Regions from separate parts of the Gossypium arboreum genome. Here region 2 is linked to region 1. A link is a contact called in public Hi-C data. All regions are on one chromosome and are shown on one strand. The core of a region is the stretch at or near the end of the contact, and the rest is flanking DNA. Distances in the headings are between cores, read along the strand shown. Region 1 has its middle 17 kb from the start of LOC108470936. Region 2 holds the start of LOC108472903 (protein BIG GRAIN 1-like B).

Region 1 (5,599 bases), core at 2,198-4,697:
TAATAGACTTATTAAAATTATTCTAAAATTAAAAACTTATATGTTGAATTAAATATTTGGGAAATTAGTTATGCTCATGTCAATTGTAATCAACATTCTATTTTCCCATCTCCTTCTCTAGGCGAATTAGTTGTCATTTGGTTACTGTTATCCTCTGTGCTGCAATATACTGAATATCGTTCCATTTCCATTCTATTTTCCTTGGATATTTCCTATTCACATCCCATTTACTACATTCTTTAAAAATAATATCAAATATCAAAATTTCTAAGACATAATCAATGATTAAATCGATTGGACCATTAACTTGCAATTCGATTGATTCAATCGGTTTACTATATTTAAAACCAGTTAAACTATATATAAAATAAAATATTATTCATTTCAAACTTGTATTTTACCTCCTTTTTTTCATATTCATGACTCTCTCTTGTTGGAAAATAGAAACCAAATAAATTATATTTTACTATTTATAATTTTTCCATTTTTTCCATTTCTCTATTTGAACAATCTCCATATTATATCACAAAAGAAATTTATATTCACCTCTCTTTCTCTTCTCAATACATCCTCAAGTTAATTGTGCTGGTAGTTTTAAACAAATGTAGATACAAGGAGATGAAGGTAAAAGCAATCATCTATGCGAAGTAATAATTATATTTCATCTATAATATATTTTACTCTAAATGAGTTAGGTTAAATTTTTTTTAAATTTAACAGTTTGAATTAAAATTATGAAATAAAGCTCAAAATGGATAAATAGTTGAGTTGGATTATAGGTCTTGGTGTTTATTTTATATAGGTGGAATGAGATTTAACAAATTTGAGTTCAAATTTTAGTATTTCCAACTTATTTATATATTAAAATGATATGAAATTTTATTTTGACCTTCCAACTCTTAAATTTTTAGAAAGGTAACCCAAGGTTCGTGGATATTGGACATAAGTAATTTTATGTCCATTCTCTTCATTCAGAAAGAAGCAAAGTGCATCCCTGATTGCTTTGGAATTATTTGAGTACACATTGTAATCTACTCTAAGAATACATGGCGAATTTATTACAATTTCCACGTATTTGGAAATCCTGTATCAACTAACTCTGGTACATGTTTCCCAAATGTTAAAATCCAAACGCATTTCCAAGTTGGAACACAGAGACAAAAGTAATTAGGCATAGTTACTACATCCTTCTCAAATTGTCTAACCTTGCCTGTAAGTCACTATCTATCCCACTGTCATCATTGCCAGTTGCTTGCACCTGTGCAATCTTACCATTTGCAGTTGGTGCCGCAACAGCAGCTGATGGTGCATTTACGAGCTGTTATTGGATCCAAAAAAGCAGGGTTAGTAAGGACAGCCTATTCAAGCTATATGTGCTTATATATGCTGAAAAAGAAGTGGTGAAAATAGTACCTCTTGGTTGATGTCAATTCCAATCTCGTCAAGAACCTGGCTCACCAATTCTTCTGTTTCCTCCTCTTCTTCATCCCCTTCCAAAGCATCATCGATTGCATCACCAATCACCTCACTCACCATCTCCATTTTCTCATTCTGTCTTTCAAACTCTTGCATAATTTTCTGCAGGGATGGCAAGTTCATCTGTCTGTTCATTTGCCCCATTGCCTTTGTCACACCTTTCATTGCCTCTCCCATTGCTTGTGTTGATTTCAATGTCTGGATGTTGTACAGTACAGCAAATTCAGTCGAGTTTCAAACTTTATGATTTATAAGCAATTAAAGCTTGTAAATTCACTAGGCTTCAATCTTGCAATGTACATCAGTTGCTGATGCAGTTCATTTATCCCCCAACTCTAAATAATTTCAGATGAGAATCAAGTTAATTGATGTTCCAACATATCTTCTTTTTTTCATTTTCACATATAAATTCCCATACATGGTATGGAACAGGGCATATATCAAAAGTTTTTGTAATAGCCCCTCCACAATTATAGCTATCGACTTCCATCTACTTAACAAGCATCAGAAGTGGCCATAATTTTCTATGTCAAGCACTTAGGTAAAACAAATTGCACACTTAGAAGTCATTGACACAGATAAAATGCAAGGATAAAAGTACATACTTGAATTCTAAGAGATACACCCTGGAGCTGTGATTTGAGCTTATAAAACTTTTCAATCTGATGGCGTGTCCGGATAAGGTCTTTTGCCATCCCTCAAATAAAATCCCGAGAACAAAATATTTAAAGGATAGTAGGCTCGGTGGACAGCAAAGCCCATTCATGTCAATAAGAAACATGCAGATCATATACAATAACTTTTAAATCTGAAAGTTAAAAGAAACCTACTTTCACAAGATAAGAGATGCGAAATACAATATTGAAGCTCAATTAGACAAGAAATGACTACACTAGTCCACTAATACGAAGCAAAATAGACATACACATTACTCAAGCTACCAAATTGCCGCAAGTGTAATTGATGCATTTTGTTTAAAATGAGTGAGATGAAAAAGAAAAATAACTCATCATATCTATCTGTAAAGTGGTAGAGAACAATCAGCAATAAATCGATATGATCCTAGCAAACATGTCACTCACACATAAAACTAGTCATCAAACATCGAATCAAGCCAGTACATAATCAAAATCACCAATAAAGCAACCTCATTTATACCAAAAAAATAAAAAAGGCTTCACATAACTGACTAAAACATAAAAATGCCAAGCTAATAAGCTCTCAATTAGATATACCAATTTTTTAAGAGAAATTTTAACTACACATAAGTAAAAATGTTGAGCAAAAATAGAAAACAAAATTGTAAAAAATATATGTAACACACCATCTGCCCTTGCTTTGCACTTTTCTTAATCTCAGCAATCAGTTTCTTTTCCTTGCCTTTCCCTCTCTATCTCTCTAATAGATTTGTCGAGCATCCGCTTATTTTCTCGCAGAAGCTCTGAAAAAATATATGTATATCTACAATACAAAATGACTTGAGAATCCGGCATTAGGGGAAATGAATTGAGAACCACAAAATACACAATTCACCCAATTTGTTTGCTTGATCTTTGATACACTAAAGTGACAGGCTCAATAAAGTGCAAAAACCTTATTTTTAGAAATTTGAACTAGCAAACTACCATACAATTACTCGATCCTAAAATCCAAAATTAAACCAAATAAACAAAATAAAGCATTCGAATTCCTGTCATTAGCAGAATTCACAACTATTTCTAAAACTATAAGAAACATACTACTTCAATCGAAATCCTTAATTCTAATTATTCAATTACCAAAGCCCTCAATATAAAATCACATCATCAAATTCAAATACGAACAGATCATAACAAAATTAGTAGCGATTTTCGAAATTAATACAAATTCTAATTATTTGAAAACAAAATTGATACCTGCAGGGGTATTTCTATTGCCAAACAGGAAACTCATGTTCGGTCGATGCTACGAAAACTGTCCCAAAACGATTTGGTAGTGGCTACGGCGATCTGATCTGGTATAAAAACGCATCGGATGTACACCACAAGAGATTGCTTCTTCGAGGTGGTTTTTTTTATCGCTCAGCCGCCAAGACAACTTCTTTGCTACTTTACTCCGTACATGGACAACGGCTGCTAAGGAATGGAATCGGGTATAGACAAATGGTTAATTTCTGTTATTAGTCCTTCTACTTTTAAGAAAGTTACGTGGATTTAGTCTCTATGCTTTAGTTTAATTATGTTTGATCTCTGTATTATATTTTATTTTAATACTCACTAAATAATAACAGTTAAATTGATTAGGTTAAGTTTTGTTATTTACATATTTTGGGTAGAAAAATATTATTTATGTCAATATTAAAATTTTAGATTTTGAAAAAGTATAGATTAAATAGATATAGCCTTAAATAGATTTAATCGGATCAAGATTAAAAATTTAAAAAAGTGGAAGAGGTAAAATTATAATAATCAAATCCATTTTCCCACGTGGCTGCATCTGAGTGGTAGGGTCCAGTCTTTATTACCAGGCTGGCTCTCTGAATGTTTCTCTTTGATATGGGAATGGGCCTAGACTGAAGCAGATGCTTACTCGATTAAATTGTATGGAATCAAATTGATTTATTAAATAAATTCGGTTTGTGGATTTATTCAGTTGATGTTCAAATCATACCAACGGAATAAACTCTCAACTTTTTATTCATCTAATATGTTAAAAATAAGTAAATTCAAGTAGTTTCCACTTTCCATCCATTATTTTTGTATTCATTGTTATCTAATAAAAAATTAGTAGTTTAAATGCAAACATTATTAAAAGTTCTCAATTTAATCCTTTCACATTAAAAATATAAATTTATACTATATTATGTTATATGTTATAAGTAGTTTAATTTCTATCACACAAAAATTAAGTTTATAATAGTATATAATATTACTATAATGTAAATATTTAAAATATATCATTTATATTTAAAATTTCAATAAAAATATAAAAAATTAAATTGTAATTACATAAAATTTTGTAAAAAATTCAAAATAATATAATTGAGTAAATTAATCATTTACAAATGTACTTAAATTTGGGTAAACTCTAAAATCCATAACCTAAACTTAAGCAAACAAACAATATGCTGATTATATATATATATCATATATTAGATGTGAAAAAATTTATGTAGTAAATATATTTATAAAAAAATATATTTTAAAAATCAAATGAAGATTTAGTTGAAATGATAAAAATATTGAAAATTATGGTGTTTTGGGGTTCAAATCTTGTCAAGCATATATTTTTTTAAAATTTAACTTGAAATGACAAAAAACCATATAATAGTATTTATTATTGTATAAAAATTCAATAATTACTTATGACACTAAAAAGTAACGTTAACTCGATAAACCACTCAAATATGGTAAAAATAGATATATATAAACTCGGCTAGGAGTGTAAATGAGATATTGGTGCTCACAAGATACTTAAGTTCGACTAAAAAAAAATTAAATTTGCTTCAATAATTATCAAGCCGCGCTCAAATTATCAATCGAGCCAAATTCAAACTTAATAATACTTGATTTAAACAATTTATAAGTCTTATCGAATTTTTTATATTTTTATATTATTAAAGTACTTTATTACTCTTAATATATATTATTAAGCTTAAACTTAATATAAAATTTGATAAATGAGGTTTATGGAATATAAACTTAAATTTTAAATGTTGGATGAAATTCGAACGCATCCAACTTCATATTTTAAATGAAAGTCAAACTTAACAATATTTCAACTAATCTGAATGTGGCCATGAATACCTGTACGAGCGAGTGGTGGTTTTAACAAAACCGTGTCACCTTTTCCTTTTTCTGTTTTTATTTCTGACAGCAAATTTGTGATTAAAAAAGATTATACCCACGCGGTGAGGACTCTCTCTTTTTATCTCAAGTAGCTTTCTCGCATTTAAAACTCTTTTTTATTATTTACTGATTTCTGAACCTTAAAATAATCAATAAAATCATAGCACACGTGCGCTCGGCGGACAGGCTTTGTACAGAGAAGGGCAGGCGGTCACGTGCGGCTTTGTCATCCTCAGTTCTCACTCTCGATTATTTGTATCACACGCGCTCCGCGGTGGGCTTTGCCATGGCCAGCT
Region 2 (5,550 bases), core at 887-3,386, 37 kb after region 1:
GCATTCAATCATAGATTGCAATTTTCTTCTGTTTGAAGCATGATTCACACCATATAATACATCAAACTGCAGAAACCCTTTGTTTTACATCAATCTGTATGTGATGTGAGTACAAAATGTAGCTTATTAATGCTAGGGTAAAACTACAACGAAAATGGTAATCTTATCTAAGCTGTTGTTGGTCCAATCACACCTAATCAAGAAATGATATCCCTGAGAACAACTCTTAAAGAAAATCCTTGAGATTCCACTCTGTTTTGTGATGATGAATTGATGGTACAAGTACAAGGTCAAGGTCAAGACAGAATTTAGGCAACTCCAGCAGTTGGCTTTGGCAAAACTGTCAAGCATCAGCTGTCTCTTTTGTCGACTGTTTTAGAAATTTAAAGGTCCATTTCCAACGTCATAGCCATGGATCTGTCCAACAAAATCTAAGTATTGATGTGATAATCGACTCAAGCCAATGCCAAATTTGCCAGTAAGGAATGGCATTACTCTTTATATTAAAATAAATGCCAGTCCAAAGCTTTTGTATAGAGACTTAACATACACTCTGCAACACAAGGACCTGTAAAATACTTTTACCGATCAATCTGAATTTCGAATATCGAAATTCATCATATATGTGAAGAAATGGGGAAAATGATTTTAATGATGGAAATTTTTTTATTTTTAATTTTGTGACCTAAAGGGGGAACTAATTTATGTTGGGATGTTGAGGCCATGTGCTAAATAAAGCAAAGAGTTTTCACTTTCTCCCTTCTCTCGTGGGGTGAAGATTTGTGTCTGCTTTTCTTTCCTTTTTCACTTTTTTTCTTTGTTATTTCGACTTTCTGTATTGCTTTAACGGTTCACTCATCACTGTGTGAAGAATAACATTGATCTCCACTGTTCTAAAGCTTTAGTAATTTTCACCATCTTAGTGATTTTTTCTTTTCCATTTTCAAAGCTTAGCAAAGGTATAGAGAATCATAGTCACTCAAATAACTTGAATTTTCAATTTGGAAACCCCCAAAGCCAATAATTACAATTTGAAAGATGAAACGAGAGAGAGAGAGAAATGAGGTTACACTATGAAGCCATTAACAATGGCTTGATTAGTTTTCAGTCTAGTAGTTTCATACACTGGCAGCTCCTCTCTATACCTTCCAATTCCAATGAGATGATCCAACTCGAAAAGATCCGAACTCGAGCAACTCAGTCCATCATCGTCGTCGTCATCTTCTTCATCATCATAATCTTCAATAAAGCCTCTCAAATCCAGTTTCCCGATACCTCTTCTTTGATAGCTCCTTAGATAATCACTTGCTTTACTGGTGCTACCTGCAGATTCTTTAACAGTCTTTTGAACAGTTGAGGTGGACATTAATCTGGGATCATCGCTGTATATATTTTTATGGCCACAAGGACTGGAATCTTCATTCAAAATGACAGTAATTGGACAAAATTTAACTGACCTTTTATTGCCATTACTGTACTTGTTATTGTTATTACCTCTTGAAGAAGGTGTTTTGCTCAAGCAAGACCTGGAAAATGAAGTGGGTGATGAAGCTGAAGATTTTGATTTTCGTAGGAAATTTACATCCTCTGAAACTCCATTAGAGCACATCTTCACTTTCTTGGCATTAGCATTGAAAATGGAGTTTATGAAGTTAGTGATACGACCACCAGGGGAAATGGGTTGCTTCACTTTCTTCAATTCACCATAGATTTTCAATGCTTTCAGCTTTGTTTTGTTGAACCCACCACCACCTCCTTCTCTCTTGGCCTTCTCTTGATTGTCCTTCTTGTCCGGTTTCGATCTTCTCGATTTCTGTTTGTAACTCGACTCGGCTTCGGAAGATGAGAAGATAGCGCCATTGCTAGAATCGGAGGAGGTCGAAGTGGAGTTGAAATGCGATGCTGAGTCCTGATTGCTCTGCTTTTCAACCCAATCCTCAATCATAATAGCCCGTCGAAGACTGGAACCACTTCTCTGCTTCTTAGTTGTTTTGGTTTCCCTGTAATTGCACAATGTCGGCTCGTTTGATTCATCGATGGAACGATAAATTGCATCCAAAAGAGTTGAAGAGAAAGAAGGGGTTCTTCTTCTTTGAGGAACCGTAGTATCTATCACGGAGCTCTCTCTTCTATACATGGTGTTTTTTTTTTCTTTGTTTTGCATACACACACAAAACAAAAACAGGGGAAACAGAGATTTATACAGGGGAAAAACAAGGGAATTTTGAGATTAAAGAAGGGACACAAAAGAAAAGGACAGTAAGGGGGTAATTTAAGGCTTTAATGTCTACTTAGAAAGTGTCAAAAGCTGCAAAGACACAATTAAGTAGTGAATGCAAGTAGATCATGTGAAAGAGAGAGAGAAATGGGTATAGAAATAGAAGAAAATTCCTCAATGTGAACTGGACTGTTCTGTTTATTACTAGTATATATATATATATATATGTTTGTTAAGTATTAGTGTAGCATAAACAAGTAGGGGGGATTTGAACTGTGAAAAAAGCAAAGAAAAAGAGACAATTGTGTGTGTACTTGCTGTTGATGTAACTGAGGAAAAAGTGAAAGCAGGAGGGAGTGCCGCGCGTGCGGGTGGGGGTGCCAGGCTGTTGCAGGTTTGATTGTGCGGGTAACTTTTTCTTTTTTTGTTTGAAGTTTGATGATGTTTTTAAACTGCAAAGGGGTTGGGTTTTTTGAGGGGGGTTATTGCTGAGGCAGTGGCCAATTACATTCCAATGAAGTGCGTATTGTTTGGTCCTTTTCATCTTTCGCTTTCATTCACTAATTTGTACTAGTTATCACCCTGTTTTTACTACCTGAATCAGAAAATAGATATACTCCAATGAAAGCAAATTTCGTTTTCTTTAATGAATACTACAAAATTATTACCATATATAACATATTTCAGATTATTTATTAATTTATTATAAGTTTTTCAATTGAAAAGAGAGGCTTTTTTTTTACTAAAATGTTATTATATTATTTTTAAAGTGTAACAAGTAAAATACAAATATGAGTGATCACAAGTATCAAACTATTACAAATAAATTATCTAAATAATCACAAAGTAAAATGAACTTCTAAAGGATGATTTTGAAAAAAAACCTACAAATTTTTTTATTATTTTTCATCTAAATTTAGGTAGTTTAAAAAATGTGATTGTGTAAAAAATATAAAGTTGCTTTCAGATAAAATCTATTCTTGTGGCACGTTTTTTCTATTTGCTCTTGTGGCATGCTGCCCTATTTTTTCCTTTTTTTTTTTGTTTGGTAGTTTCTGTTTTCATTGGTTTTCTTGATTTATGATTATGGGAGTGTGATTCCAGCAGTGTCGTTGTGGATATAGAGGAGGAGTTGGCAAATCTCACAATTGGGGGAAGGGAGGATGAGGTGTGGTAGTTTGATGTAGGTAGTGAAGAGGCTACTTAGAGTTATGATATGTGTTTATGATAAATTCCAGCATGAAAGACTTTTACGATTATGTTTTCTGTGTGGTTGATTAGGGCATGGGGATAGTTTCTATTTGATCAAAATTGTTTAGGGGAATAAAGAGCTAGTTAAGGAATGGAATGTTTCTTTAAGAGCCAACTAGTGAAGGGTGATGCTAGTGGTGAGTTTTTGGTTGCGGGATGATGCCCACGAAACCAACTAAAAATTCGACTAAGGCAAGTGCATCTATCAATTAATAGTATAGTTACGGTGAGCAAAAATATCGTTTCCACGAAAACTAAAAGTACTAGTAATTATCGTATTTCATTATTTAACCGATAAATTCGAATGATTAATTGAAAACTAAAACTAACTAAATTAATTAACTACAAACGTGACAAAGAACAAATCAGAAAAGTAATCAGTTAACAACCAAGAAGCAAAACAATACCCAAGAAATAACCCACCTAGATTTCATCAGTCACTATCAATCTTAATTACGCAATTTTTTCACTTAGTATCTTGATCTGTAGAAATCCTAAATAATGATAATATCTCTCTTTAAGAATAAGAGCAACTGACTCTAAGTTGATTAATTAAAATTTCTTTATAATTAAAACCCTTACTATCGCATTAACTCAATCTATAGATCCCCTTATTAGATATGACTCCAATCTGATAGATTTATGTCGTCCTATTTTTAGGATTGTAAGCAACTCCACTCAATTACACTAGATCTACTCTTAAACAGGGTTTATTCCTCCTCTGATATAAGCACATCAAACATGGATCAATAGTCTAGAAATATTAAACCAAGAATTAATCACACATAACTGAGAACAAGATCTAACTATTTATTGTGTAAAATAAAAATCAAAAGACAGAATCCATCATAAGGTTCATCTCCCTAGGTATTTAGAAAATTAGTTCATGCTTGCAAATAAAAACATCCTAGAGATAGTATGTCTGAAAGAAAAAAAAAACTTATTATAATCTTTTGAGAAATCAATTGGGAGTCTTCAATCTTAACGGAAATCTGCTTCAGAATTGGCTTCAATAGTGTTTTTCGAGTTGTTTTCTTAAATATTCTATGACAGCTCCCTCCTATCTTCTTATTTTTGTCATATATAGGTCTTAGAATGCCTAAAAAAAACCTTAAAAATCGCGTTTTTCTACTATTTTGAGTGCAATTTGTGAAATTGACACGACCTGTCACATGGCCATATGGCAGCCCGTTTGGCTCACATAGTCGTGTGTCCAGGCTGTGTGGAATGGTCCAGCCCATGTGGCTCTTGTAACTTGCTATGGTTTTTCAATTTTTTCCCGTTTTTCGTTCCGTTTGCTCCCAAATATTCTCTTAAGTATAAAAACATGAATTTAAAGGATTAGGAGCATAAAATTCACCATTAATATAGAATAATTACCCAAAAAAGCATTAAGAATGAGACTAAAATATGTTATTTTTGGCACCTATCACGGAAGGAAAGGGATGATAAGGCTCCTAATTAGGTGGGATTCGATTTAGGTAGGGAAATATTTTCAAAGGATTTTTGAAAATTTCATCTGTTACATTAGATAAGCATAAATTTAGGAGTTAATTTAAGAGGGATTTCAAGGATAACAGGTAATGGAGTTGGATAAGGAAAAAAAAAGTAGATGGGGCCAACTATAGATTTGATGGATATGGGCTCTGAGGAAAATCGAATAGGAGAGGCAGATGGTAAAAAAAGGCTTCATACTGGACAAAATGTTCCAACAGTTTCTACTACTTCAAATTTTGGGAATGGGCCACAAGACAATATATTAGCAAGCTCCGCAGTGCGGGTCGGTTGGGAACAATGAAACCCTTATGTTGGAATGTTCGTGAGTCGGAGAACTCATAAGTAGTCCATAAGTGTAACGACCTGAAAGTCAATAGTGTCAAAAAATGCAGTTTCAGGACCCTGTTTCTATAAATCGGGTCCAGAATATTTTAGTAAATATTTTTAGTAAATATTTATAGAGATATATTAGAAATGAATTGAAATTTGGATAGATAATTTTATCGAATTAGTGATTAATTAAGGTATAGAGACTAAATCGTAATAAAGTGTTAAAATTCCATTACTAAGGAAATTAATAATTA

What was found. Hi-C and Micro-C count contacts between places; a contact is called where the count stands out from the background.
Region 2: a Hi-C map of leaf shows a contact between it and region 1, with 4 times the contacts expected there. The contact joins the promoter of LOC108472903 here to the enhancer-like site in region 1. A contact is called at or near these places in 3 of 5 Hi-C or Micro-C datasets (all in leaf).

Annotation. Positions count from the first base shown.
Region 1 is chr6:122,948,359-122,953,957 of ASM2569848v2, forward strand. It overlaps the pseudogene LOC108470723. Among protein-coding and RNA genes, the nearest start is that of LOC108470936, 17 kb to the left of the region's middle. Within about 2 kb of position 3,448, at least 2 of the 2 cell types and tissues checked have an H3K27ac peak or open chromatin away from gene starts, as enhancers often do. A contact at or near this core is called in leaf, where this site is marked.
Region 2 is chr6:122,986,316-122,991,865 of ASM2569848v2, forward strand. It overlaps LOC108472903 (protein BIG GRAIN 1-like B), which reads right to left and starts at 2,137. Exons shown (of 1, transcript XM_017774465.2): 1 at 1,067-2,137. The coding sequence starts at 2,137. The coding sequence ends at 1,067.